Regions from separate parts of the Mus musculus genome. Here all the other regions are linked to region 1. The links are chromatin contacts, called in public HiChIP or PLAC-seq maps. All regions are on one chromosome and are shown on one strand. Each heading gives the region's core, a stretch centred on a gene start, on an enhancer-like site or on the middle of the called end of the contact. The rest is flanking DNA. Distances are from core to core; before and after follow the strand shown.

The links. HiChIP or PLAC-seq counts read pairs in DNA pulled down with a chosen protein or histone mark.
Region 2: a FOXA1 HiChIP or PLAC-seq map of pancreatic cancer cells shows a contact between it and region 1. The contact joins two enhancer-like sites. A contact is called at or near these places in 1 of 115 datasets of contacts at active chromatin or transcription factors (pancreatic cancer cells) and 4 of 9 other capture datasets (adipose tissue, embryonic stem cells, liver and 1 more).
Region 3: a contact with region 1 is called in a FOXA1 HiChIP or PLAC-seq map of pancreatic cancer cells. The contact joins the promoter of Umps here to the enhancer-like site in region 1. A contact is called at or near these places in 1 of 39 promoter capture datasets (pre-B cells), 2 of 484 Hi-C or Micro-C datasets (the G1E-ER4 cell line and embryonic stem cells), 3 of 115 datasets of contacts at active chromatin or transcription factors (large pre-B cells, pancreatic cancer cells and pro-B cells) and 1 of 9 other capture datasets (pancreatic islet).

Annotation. Positions count from the first base shown.
Region 1 is chr16:33,592,297-33,596,141 of GRCm38.p6, forward strand. All of the region lies in intron 5 of Slc12a8 (solute carrier family 12 (potassium/chloride transporters), member 8), which reads left to right. Among named protein-coding and RNA genes, the nearest start is that of Slc12a8, 76 kb to the left of the region's middle. Within about 2 kb of position 2,380, at least 153 of the 459 cell types and tissues checked have an H3K27ac peak or open chromatin away from gene starts, as enhancers often do. A contact at or near this core is called in adipose tissue, embryonic stem cells, liver and 2 more, where this site is marked.
Region 2 is chr16:33,884,586-33,888,439 of GRCm38.p6, forward strand. Itgb5 (integrin beta 5) reads left to right here. Exons shown (of 15, transcript NM_001145884.1): 5 at 368-536. Among named protein-coding and RNA genes, the nearest start is that of Itgb5, 57 kb to the left of the region's middle. Within about 2 kb of position 1,461, at least 59 of the 459 cell types and tissues checked have an H3K27ac peak or open chromatin away from gene starts, as enhancers often do. A contact at or near this core is called in adipose tissue, embryonic stem cells, liver and 1 more, where this site is marked.
Region 3 is chr16:33,964,293-33,968,513 of GRCm38.p6, forward strand. Umps (uridine monophosphate synthetase) reads right to left here and starts at 2,746. Exons shown (of 6, transcript NM_009471.3): 1 at 2,534-2,746. The coding sequence starts at 2,689.

The sequences.
Region 1 (3,845 bases), core at 1,130-3,629:
TCTAGAGATGCAGCTCAGGTACACAGCTAGCACAGTCCTGTCCTCTCCTTAATCTCTTCCAATTCCCTTCTTTAATAATCACCCACAGAGCTGCCAACTCCCACATTTGCCCCGCTTGCCCAGGCTTCTCCTCAGCACATAGTTTCTTCAGTCGCCTGTTTAACATCCCGGACACTTCAGATGCAATGACTTTGGATTCAAACCCTTTCTGCCTGCCTCCAGCTGGCAGTTCTTTTGCTCTCCTGTTCTCAAGGATGGCATCCAACAATAGGGACTAACTCCTGACTCCGCTCCTCCTGCTGACTCTGCCCACCTTCTTATGACTCCTCCCACCTTCTAGAACGCTCCAAGTCCTAACAAGGTTACCTTCCATATAGCACTGGATTCTCTACACTGCCCTTCATGCCTACCACCTGACTGCTCTGTTAGATCATTGCCAACCCCTACCCCAACCCCTACCCCTTCCCCAATCTTGGAAATGAGCCTGTGACTAGGGCTGAGTAGCAGGATCCTCATCTGCAGATTCAATTGGCGGGAACAAAATGTCTCTTTCATGTTTATAAAATGAGAAGAAGTTGATCTCTGGCTCTTCAGATTCTACCCCACCCGGATGACTCAAAGCTAATGCCAATCATTCTGGATGTCACTACCTGGTGTTACCATGCTTTGATCAGTTCCAGCTTTTGGGGCTCTTACCCAACACCAAGGCACATCAAGTGGTCACACTGTTGGGTATCTGTGCAGAGCCAGGCCCTCCCATGTCCCTTTCCTTTCCCTTTCCCTTTCTCTCTGCCTCCCCCTCCCTTTCCTTCCTTTCCTCCCCTTTCTTTTCTTGTTCATGTTCTTTGCATGCATGTGTGATTGGTAACACTGGAACCCATGGCCTGCTACAAGCTAGACAAGAATTCTACCACTGAGCTACATTTACACCCTTGAGTCCCTCCAATTTACTGTCTTTTAATCCACAACTCCTTCTGGATAACCACACCGCAAATTCTGCTCCAGGGAGGGTCTCTGTCTTCATCTGAGACAGCTACCTAAGAATATCGGTTGAGATGTATTCTCTGAGGCCAAGGAGATGGCTCACTGAGGAAAGGGCTTGTCTCAAGCATGCCTGATGTCGTGGGTTCTGATCACTGAAACACATAAAAGTCAGACACGGGAGGGTAAGCATCTACAGTCCCAGCGAGGCCACGAGGAGGTGGGAGTGGAGATGAAAGAATCTCCTGAAGGTTCAAGGCAGCTAGCCTGTTTTATGCAGAGACCTTGTCTCAGACAAGGCAGAAAGGTGAGGGCTGACATTCCAAGGTTGTCCTCTGTCTGCCTGCCACGTGTACCATGGTACATGCTTACCTACACTTGCAGGGTACATGCTCACCCACACCCCATGGTACGTGCTCACCCCCACCCCCGAACAAATATCTACCCCCAACATGTACATATGCTCACACAAACACCGATTTATTTTCTGTGCTTTAAGAAAATGTCATTTTGTAACCGTCTAGGAGTTAAAATTATAATACTGAATAGAGAGTCAGCTACATGGGCTTCTCCATCTTAGAGACCAGGCAGGCCTCCTGCTTCTCACAGCAGCGTGAGAACCTTTGATGTGAGGGGTTTTGTTTGTTTTTTTTTGTTTGTTTTTTGTTTTTTTGTTTTTTTGGTTTTTTGTTTTTTGTTTTTTCCCAACTGGGGAAGGAGGGGCTCAGAAAATATTGGGAAGGACCTGACTGACATCATACAGACAATTCGGAAGCAGAGGAGGACCTCCCATTGCTTTGGAGTGGAGCCTCCCCTGACTCTGTTTACTGGGGGGGGGGGGGGGGGGATGGATAAACACAGAGGCAGGCCACATGATTCAAACCACTTGTTTTCCCCTGGCAGATGTTCGGTTAAGTGATGAAAAGCATGCATGATTGGCAGTTTCCATGGTGATAGGTTTGCTAGGGATTATCTGTGCATGAGTCATGGCTGGGGCGCCCTCCTGCACTATCCTCTTCCTGGCTGGAAAGGGGAGCTTTGAAGAATAAGCATTGTTGCCTTGTCCCCGCCTCTAGAGCCGCATCCTATATATTACCTAGATACTTTATCCCAGGGGGCAGTGACTTCTGAGGAGCAGTTGAACTGTAGGTGTGGTGCCCCCACTGTATTTATGGAACCTGACCTCTGGTCCTCACCAAGCTAGGCTCTACCACACCCTGTGGTAGGGGCTGCAGGGGTGAGGATAGGGGTTGGCCTAGACTCTTCATTTGCTTTGCTGTACCAGCAAAACATCCCTCTCTACAGGGTTTTCCCAAACACACCCTTAGGGAGCCAGCCCCTCCAGGACCACAGTTCAAAGAGCTTGCTGAGAAAAATACCAGTTGTATGAGGTCACATAACCCTTGTCCTCAAATCCCAGACTCTTACTGGAAAGGACAAGAGGCTCTTTGGCCACAGTCAGCACTCGGAGCTGTGGCTGACCACACCCAGCGTAAAGAACTTGGTGGGAAACCAACAGCTTTTACCAGAATGGCCTTGGCCATCTTCTTTGTCAAGGTCTGTCTCTGTGGTGCCCTTGACTCTTGATCATGACTTCTTATTTACACCTATGCATCCTGGGAAGCTGTCTGCAGGACCTCAGCCCGGATTGCTCTGTGGTTAATGTCTCACTGACTCCCCTCCCTGCCGACCCGACCGACCATCCAGCCCCACACTATTTCTCCATCTCCATGAATGAGAACAAGCAAGCCCCTGCTGGATGAGAGAAGGGACCCTAGGTTTAAAAACTAGAGAGGACCAAAAAAGGATGGGGCAGATCGCACTTCATTCTGACGGACTTGTGGGCAGGAAAAGGAGAAGAGAGGAAGCTCTATGATTGTACACACTTGGTTAAGATTTTATAGAATTTGTGATTTTACATTATATCTATAATTGTTATTTCCATAGCTTACCATATGACACACCGCACAGAGCTGTGGATGATACCGCCTCTCTTTTAAACCCTCCCTGGTTCTGTGAGAAACAGGTCTGTTATCTTAGTCCATTTCCTATCTCTATCACACAATGCCTGAGACTGAGTAGAAGTTTATTTGACTCATGATTCTAGAGTCTGGAAAGTTCAAGGACATAGTGTCCAACATCTGCACAGCATCTGGGAAAGGCCTTGTGATGTGTGAGAACAGGCTGGAGGGTGTCACATGGTGAAACATAGCAAACCATGCTAACTCAGATTTCTCCACTCCTCCCCTCTTGTTATAATCCTGCCTCTATCTTCCGGGTGTTGGAATTACAGGCGCATACCCCTGGGCTGGCAGTTGGACTTTGCTATAGTTGTTATTGTTTTATGATACAGATAGTAGAGCCGAGGGCTTTGTACATGTTAAGTAAGTCTTACTTTACCACTGGCCACACGTACCTAGCCCTCTTTTCTTATAAAGACACTAAAGTCACCATGTGGTCTCATTCTTATGACTTCATCTTATCCTAATTACCTCTTAAATGTTCCATCTTCAAATGCCCTTAACATAACCTCTCTCTCCCAGGAAGCCCAGGTTAGCCTGATGTAAGAGATCGATATCAGCTCAGGAACTCCAAGACCAAGTTCTCAGCACAAAGATTTATTTGCCCCAGAGAGACAGAGGGAAGGGAATAAGAGACAAAGACAGGAAATAGAGGACAAGGGAGAAGAGGGATGGAACAGGGGAGAGGATCAGAGTATTTATTCTGTGGGGACAAGACTGTCTCTGGATAGAGGGGAGACAGACATGGTCCATAGGCAAGTGGCAGTTTATAAAGATAAACGGGGAAATGTCACATGTTTAATTTTAATCGGCATGTTAATTAGATGAGCCAAAGGGGATTTT
Region 2 (3,854 bases), core at 211-2,710, 290 kb after region 1:
TAGAAGAGAGCTGATCTCTGCAAGTTGTTCTCTCATGTGTGTGTGTGTCTGTGTGTCCCCATGTGCGTGTTTGTGTACATACATGCACACTAAAATATAATGTAATTAAAAATTGAAAAGGTAGGGGCTGTAAGGATGGCTCAATGGTTAAGATTGACTGCTCTTCCAGAGGTCCTGAGTTGAATTCTCTGCACTTACATGGTGGCTCACAACCATCTGTAATGGGATCTGATGTCCTCTTCTGATGTGACTGAAGACAGCTACAGTGTGTAATCATATAAATAAAATAAATAAATGGATCTCTTAAGAGATTGAAAAGGCTTACAGATGATGATGGAAAATCCACCCTTCTCTCCTTCCTCTCTAGTTACAAGTTATTCCCCAACTGCGTCCCCTCCTTCGGGTTCCGGCATCTGCTGCCTCTCACAGACAGAGTCGACAGCTTCAACGAGGAAGTGAGGAAGCAGAGGGTGTCCCGGAACCGAGATGCCCCCGAGGGGGGGTTTGATGCGGTCCTCCAGGCTGCTGTCTGCAAGGTAAGAACACCCAAGCACGTGGCTCCCATTCACTGTTACATCAGAGGCTGAGCTCAGCCGCACCATGGCGGAATCTCTAGCAATCAAGTCAGCTAGACTTGGGAAGAGTTGAGCTTGTGTTGGGTGTGGCTCTGTGCGATAGGCTGGTGTCCTTGCCAGACAGATGGCTGTTCTGTGTTTATGCATCAGCTTTTTTTTTTTTTTTTTTTTTTGGCTTGTCATTTTAACCTTAAAGATTGCCTTACTGGGGAATCCAGCTGAAATAGAATCACCGAAGTCTTTGGCTGCATGCCTATGTTTGTTTTGTTTTTCCTGTTCCTCTGAGATGTGTGAATCCAGAGGGAGGGCAGAGATTTCAACCAGAAGGGAACTTTGACTTTGAGAGGTTCTCAACTTGGGGCAATACATGAATGCAATACAGATATCGAATTAGTGATAGAATAAGTTTGTACTGTCAAAAAAGCCTAATAGCAGCAGTAAAAGATTAATTATTCTGAGCTCATTACTGAAGCATGGGTTCTGTACGGTTTGGTTCATCTTTTTGGTCTCTGTGCATGAGCTCGGCAGTTTTCAGTAAGCTCCGTGTAGAGCGTCCACACTGGCGATGCATTCTTTTAAGAAAAGGAAGAAAATACTGGAAATCAACCAAAACCGATAGCAATAATGAATGTGTGCTATTTTTGCAGTGAAGCATTTCAAACATAATAGTGGAGAAAATGGAGAAATGAAACTGCACGCGTCCGTGGTCTGCCATTAGTGATCACGCGTGGCCACAGAGATCTTTGTGTCCACAGAGACCGTGTGCCCCTATCACTTGAGTGGTATTTCAGATATCATTGCCTTTCTTTCTTCACTGGGTCTGCTCCCCTTTGTCCAGATCAGAGGCTCCTAGTCCTGCTGACTGTGTGTGACAGAGGATTAATTATTCTGGAGTCCTGTGTACTTGGCTGGCCTCATAAGGGCCAGAGTTCTTGAATCCAGCACATGCGCTCCTCTGCTTCCATTGACCTTTGCTTTTGGTGATTAGTCCGAGGACAGGTCTGACTCACATCGTGGGTTCTCCTTGGCTCTGATATTCCTGGGTTGGACTACTCATTATCAACTTGTGGACCTTAGGGTTATTGCATGGCTTCTTTAAGGTCTAGCTCTAAGGCATGCTCTGTATTTCTTAGAAAGGTGATCTTTGCAGAAGATAAGGGAAATACCTGCTTCTCTTTGGTATTCTCACTAGTGGTAGTGTGTGTGTGTGTGTGTGTGTGTGTATGTATGCATGCGTATGCATGCTCACACGAGCATGCACACACAAGCATCCCCCCTGCCCTCTCCCTGCCCTCCACTGCTGCTCAGATTGCTGTTGGAGGAATTTAACGGTGTTTACAGCTAAGGGGCCACTCTCTTAGGCAAGCATCTTTTTCTAATGTAGTATCCACAAGTGGGTTAGGATTGGAGTGTGCATGCCATTACCTTTATTGCTTTATAAACCTATGGTTGAACTGGTTTATGCTTGTTCTGGGTCTCAATTATGGTTCCTCCTTTTATCAGTTATTGTTTCCCTCAGAACTCTCTAGAAGTTGGCTTTAAGTTGTGTATTCCTTATTCTAAAATTATACAGGTTGATGTGTGGTGAGTGGTTCAGACTGGGGCTATGGTTGCTTTCCTACTTTACCAAACAGGAAGCACCCTTGACCTCGGAGTAGGACGAGGAGTGGGTGGGGCAGTGAGTGTGGCCTCAGCGCTGAGGTTTCCAGACTCCAACTCTGTTTACTCTAACTATGCATCGGTGTCTTCAGGAAACTATTAAAGTATCGGATTTCTCAATCTCTGTCTGTCTCTGTCTCTGTCTCTCTCTTTATCTCTCTGTTCCTATGCTGTGTGCGCCAGGCTAACTGGCCAGCAAGCTTTGGAAACAAGGCTTGGAAAACTGACACAAGTCTAAGGTCTATAAGAAATCAGGCAGGCTCAAAGAAGCCAAGGAGTGATTCTGCTGCTTCTGCCTCCCATCTGGCCTTAGGAGTACTGAAATTACAGATGCGAACCCCTGAACCCCCAACTCCCGTGTCAGGTTTTTTACTTGGGTTCTGGGTCAAATTCAGGTTGCCAGGCTTCTGTAGCTAGTGTTTTTACAAGTTGAGCCATCTCCCCTGTCCCCGCCCCCGCCCCACCCCAACCCCTCTGCCTCTCAGGAGCTGGGATTAAAGGCCTGTGTCACAAGGTAAGGCCAGCTTTTTTTTTTTTTTTTAAAGGCTTTACTTATATAATGGCCAGTGTGTCATTTTCCTGGGCCCCATCAGGGCCTCTGTGTTCCAACCACAGTAGCTTCACTTACCTGGCTGGACTCTTGCACACCTGGGCTGCTTTTCCTGCTCTTCACTCCTTTTCCTTCCCTTCATTTTTTTTCTTCTTTCTTTCTTTCTTTCTCTCTCTCTCTCTCTCTCTCTCTTTCTTTCTTTCTTTCATATGGTTTCTTTTTCTTTTTCTTTTTCTTTTTCTTTTTTTTTTTTTTTTTTTTTTGGTTTTTGAGACAGGGTTTCTCTGTGTAGCCCTGGCTGTCCTGGAACTCACTCTGTAGACCAGGCTGGCCTCGAACTCAGAAATCTGCCTGCCTCTGCCTCCCAAGTGTTGGGATTAAAGGTGTGCACCACCATCGCCTGGCCCTTTTCTTTCTTAATAGAATTCATTGCAGCAAGCACTTTCCACCCCCTCCTCCAGCCTCCTGCATCTTGCCATCCCACATCAGGGAGGTGTGTTTGTTCCAGACAGTGGGCCATTGCTGATACACTTCACCCACTGTGCATTTTACACTATGGAGGTCCTGATGTTTGCAAACAAGGAACTGTCCTCTTCCCGTTACAGTGTTGTACGTGGCACCTTCCCCATCCCCAGAGCCTCGAGCTCACATATCATCCCTCCCTAAACCTGTTTTTAAACATCTGTGTGTGTGTGTGTGTGTGTGTGTGTATCTGTGTATCTGTGTATGTGTGTGGTGGTGGTGGGGGGTGGTTCAGATCTGGAAGACAGGAATTTGAGCCTTGGACCTGCAACATGCTGTCTCACACTGAGTGACAGTCCCAGACCTTTGAACTCCTTTCTTTGCATGTCTAACCTGGCTTGCTTGTGTTGCAGAAGTCAGCTTAAATGGCTGTCCATACTCCCTGACTGATCACCCTCACTGGGTGGGTCAGGGTCTCCTAAGTACTTGGTCATTCCTATCCCAGCTATCACTTTTTATTTTGTCCATTGCTTGAATGGCATGTCTCCTTATTGAGACACTAGAGGTGTTGTTGTTGTCATACCTGTGTGTCCCCAGCACCTAGGAAG
Region 3 (4,221 bases), core at 1,496-3,995, 370 kb after region 1:
GTTCGAGGCCAGCCTGGTCTACAGAGTGAGTTCCAAGACAGTCAGGGCTACACAGAGAAACCCTGTCTCGAAAAAACAAACAAACAAAAAACAAAACAAAACAAAACAAAAAAACAACCAACAACAACAAAACTTTATTTCTTGTACATCTACCACTTAAGAATGAGAGCTTTTTTTTTTTTTAAAGATTTATTTTATGTATATGGTACATTGTAGCTCATTTACAGACTGTCACTGTCTTGCAACACACCAGAAGAGGGCATCGAGTCCCATTACAGATGGTTGTGAGCTACCATGTGGTTGCTGGGAATTGAACTCAGGACTTCTGGAAGAGCAGTCAGTGCTCTTGGCTGTTGAGCCATCGCTCCAGTCATCTACTTTTGAGGTTCTGAAGGGTCAAAACTGGTCAACTCATGTGGCTGTTCCTGCCTCATCAGCCACCCAGGCGCTGGGATTGTAGGCATGGGCATGCTCTACTCATGCCACCCTTCTGGAGTTGGAAAAGCTTGTGACTATTTTTAAGTTACAAAGTGTGTAATTTCTAATACTAAAATCATGGACATACTCAGAACTGTTATAACACTATCTGTAATGAATGTGGGAAGGTAGGTACTAGGGCTAAGTGATAGAGCACTTGGCCTGGTATACTTACAGCCCGGGACCCAAGCCTCAGTAACACACACACACACACACACACACACACACACACACACACACACACACTGCTAGATAAGACTATGAAAACTGAAACATTGGTTTTCTCAAATTACTATTATCACTCCACTATGTGCACAGAATTACAGTACAATACATACTTCTTCCTGCAGGCTTTTACTGATCTGTCATGCTTTACATGCACCTAAACCAAGATGTATAGCAACTGAAACTTAAGATTACCAAGTTAAATACATTTCATGATTAAGTCTGCTAGACACTCTTTTGGATTATCACTGACATGAGCATATACCTACAACATAAACCCACAAATCATAAGAGTATAAGAAATGATTTGGGGGAATTTGTTTTTTAGGGAAATAAATACTATCGTTTCCCTTCAATTGTTTATGTGTGTACACAACCAGTCAATTATCACTTATTGCTACGAAGTTAGAAGCATATTATCTATTGGGTTTTTGGGCGGTGCTATATATCTTGAGAACACCTATTTACATAAACCTCTTTAAAATTTTAATTAGATAGTTCTTGGTAATACGGTTCCTAATCATAGTAAGATTCTGGATGGTGAAAAGCCAATAATTCAAACCACGTCAATCAGGGTTTCAATCTACTCACAACAATTTAGGCAAAATGGGTACCCAAGAAACAAACCTTAAGTATGTGATAGGAACAGTACATTGAGGGCAGAGGGGTTGGTTTTTAAAAACAGGGTCTCCCTGTGCAACCCAGGCTGACCTCAAACTCACAATTCTCCTGCCTCAGCTTCCTGAATGCAGGAATTATAGATGTGCACCACCATACCTGGCTACATACATATTATGTCTTGATAGACCTCTGCAAATAATGGAAATATTCTACAGTTACACTAGGCAACAAAGTAGCCACTAGTAACTTTTAACTATTCCATTAGTATGTTTGGTCTTGGGACAAATTCTCATGTAGCCCAGGCTGGCCTTGAGCAGCACTATGAAGTGGGACCTTTAACTTTTGACTCCAACCCCAGTGCTTTATTTATTAACAATTCTGGCAGGCACACTGGCTCCTCTGGTAAAGGTTTTTCTGCCCAGCCTGACCACCTGAGTTCAATCCGTTTAACCCTCAAGACAGAGAGGGAGGGCGAGAACACACTCTGATCTTCGAAAGTGTACCACGGCACGTGCACACCTGGACACACACCCACACCCACTATAAACGCTAATACAAACTTCACAATGATCTATAATCCACACAGAGTCCCTAGCAACACTTCCTGCCATTTCTAACCTTTTATTCTAAATGCCATCTGCATGCAGTTCGGCTGGAGGCTTGTTATTCTAGAAAGCACTGCCTCAAGGCCGACTTGGCGGTGACTCACAGACAACCGACACGAGGTTTGAGAAACAACAGGCTAGAAACCTCTAAGTGCACACTTTACCCTTGCCAACCAAAAAATTCTGCCTTTCTGGTATCCACCATATGGCTTTCACTTCTTGCTACTGGCCATGCACTATTAAATCGAGTCGTTTGATCCGCTACTAATTTCTCCACCCTCCCGCCTTTTCCTTTCCTCCCTAATTGTCACTTTCTGGGGGTTAGGTACACAGAACTCACTCAAGGACTTCTCCGCCGGCCAGAGCCCAACAGGACACCCGGACTCTCGCAAAACACGTGTCTACACCGATCGGTCCAGAAACAAGGTCTCAAAGAAGCTGAAGGCTCCCGGTCCCCAAGCTCCTCCACACTCTCCAGACCAGCAGTCGGGAGGGCTTGCCTGCCTGGTCTGTGGCTCTCCCTTGTCCCCAATTTCGGCCACCCCCGCCATCTCCTGCTCTCTTTTCCCGCCACCCGGAGCCATCCCGTCCCTCGGGGCTGGTACCTGACTGAGAAGACGCGGGCGTGACACGATGCCCCGCAGGTCGATGTAGACTGGGGAGGAGAGCCCGCTCTTCAGGACGAAGCTCCCGAACTTGAAAGCCTGCACGTCATACAGCTCGGTGACCAAGGGGCCCAGGGCTTGGCTGGCGACCTCCATTCTCGCGCGCTCAGTTCGCTCTGGAAGCCGAGGGGCTTGGGGCCCGTGACGTCACCCAGAAGTCCCGCCTCTTCCGCCCCCCTTTCCGGCCCGGGCCGCGGGCTTCATTGAGTGTTCTAGATGCTTCCTGGTTGGGGAGGTGGGTTTTCAAACCTGAAAGCTAGATCGAAGCCTGATTTCCCCCGGAGGGATCTGTAGGCTTCGTTCATTTTTTATTTTGTTTGTTTTGTTTATAGCTGAGCGCTTCTTTATCTGATCCAGTCACTGTTAACAGCCACTTCCCTAATCTCTCAGGGTTTCTTTCCATAAAATAAAAATCCTCTAAGACAGAGCCTGTGGCTACCTTCTTGTATTAATTTTACAGCAGTTGGCGTGGGAGAGTTTCATAGTAATTTGCACATAGAAATCTGAAGCAGGTCACCGTGCACTCAGGGGCTGACAAACTTCCTTTAGACCACTTGAAGTGTACCAGATGAAGAAGGGTGGGGCCAGTTAGGGAGGATCAACTGACAGTATCTATTGGCTAACTGGAAGGGGAATGTTGGGCAGTTTGAAAACTCAAGCATATTTGGTTTACAAAACCCTTAGCTGGTTAAGTGAACTCCTGTAGTCCTAGCTATGTAAGAACCTGAAATGGGAGGATTCCAAGTTCAAGGCTGACCTAGGTATCTAGTGAGCCTGTGTTAATAATAATGATAATCCCCTAAGACTGTATTTTCCTTTTTGTTTGTTTGTTTGTTTTTTTCTTTTTTTCTTTTTTTTTTTTTTTTTTTTTTTTTTTGAGACAGGGTTTCTCTGTATAGCCTTGGCTGTCCTGGAACTCACTCTGTAGACCAGGCTGGCCTCGAACTCAGAGATCCACCTGCCTCTCAAGTGCTGGGATTGACTGTATTTTCCTATTTTAAGGAAATGCCACTTATCAAACAGACTGAGATTTCATTTTGTCTCTTTGTTTTCTCTAAAGAGATCGTGTTGAGCTCCCAGCGTGGAAACCCCCATAGATCCCAGCGTTTGTTTTGGGTTTGAAACAGGGCTTCCTTATGTTACCCAGCCTGATGTAGACTTCACAATGTAGTGAAGGCTCAGATTGCCCTCGAACTCACAGAGATCCATCTGCCTCTGCCTCCTGGGTGCTTGAATTAAAAGTGTTCACCACCATGACAGGTAAAATTTGTTGTCTTGACAGTTGTTTCTCATTACCAGCAACTTCAGTAAGGCCTTGATTAAATAAGAATTCAGATGTTAAAATGCTTTGTTCTTCTTGCTAGGTCAACAACTACGTTCATCTCTGTGTGCTGTTAATTGACAGAATGCTCAATAGATCAGCCTCATTCCCAGCTGTGCATCACCTGCAGACACTGGAAGCCTGATCAAGCCTCCTACCAACCTGTATGCATAAACCTGTGCGATCCAGCTGGAGCTGAAGCTGAAGCTCTGCATTCACTCTGCAGGCCTGTGGGTCACACTCAAATCCTCAGGCCTGGTGACAAGCGCTGTTATCTGATGAGCCATCTTGCTGGGCCACTGATGGG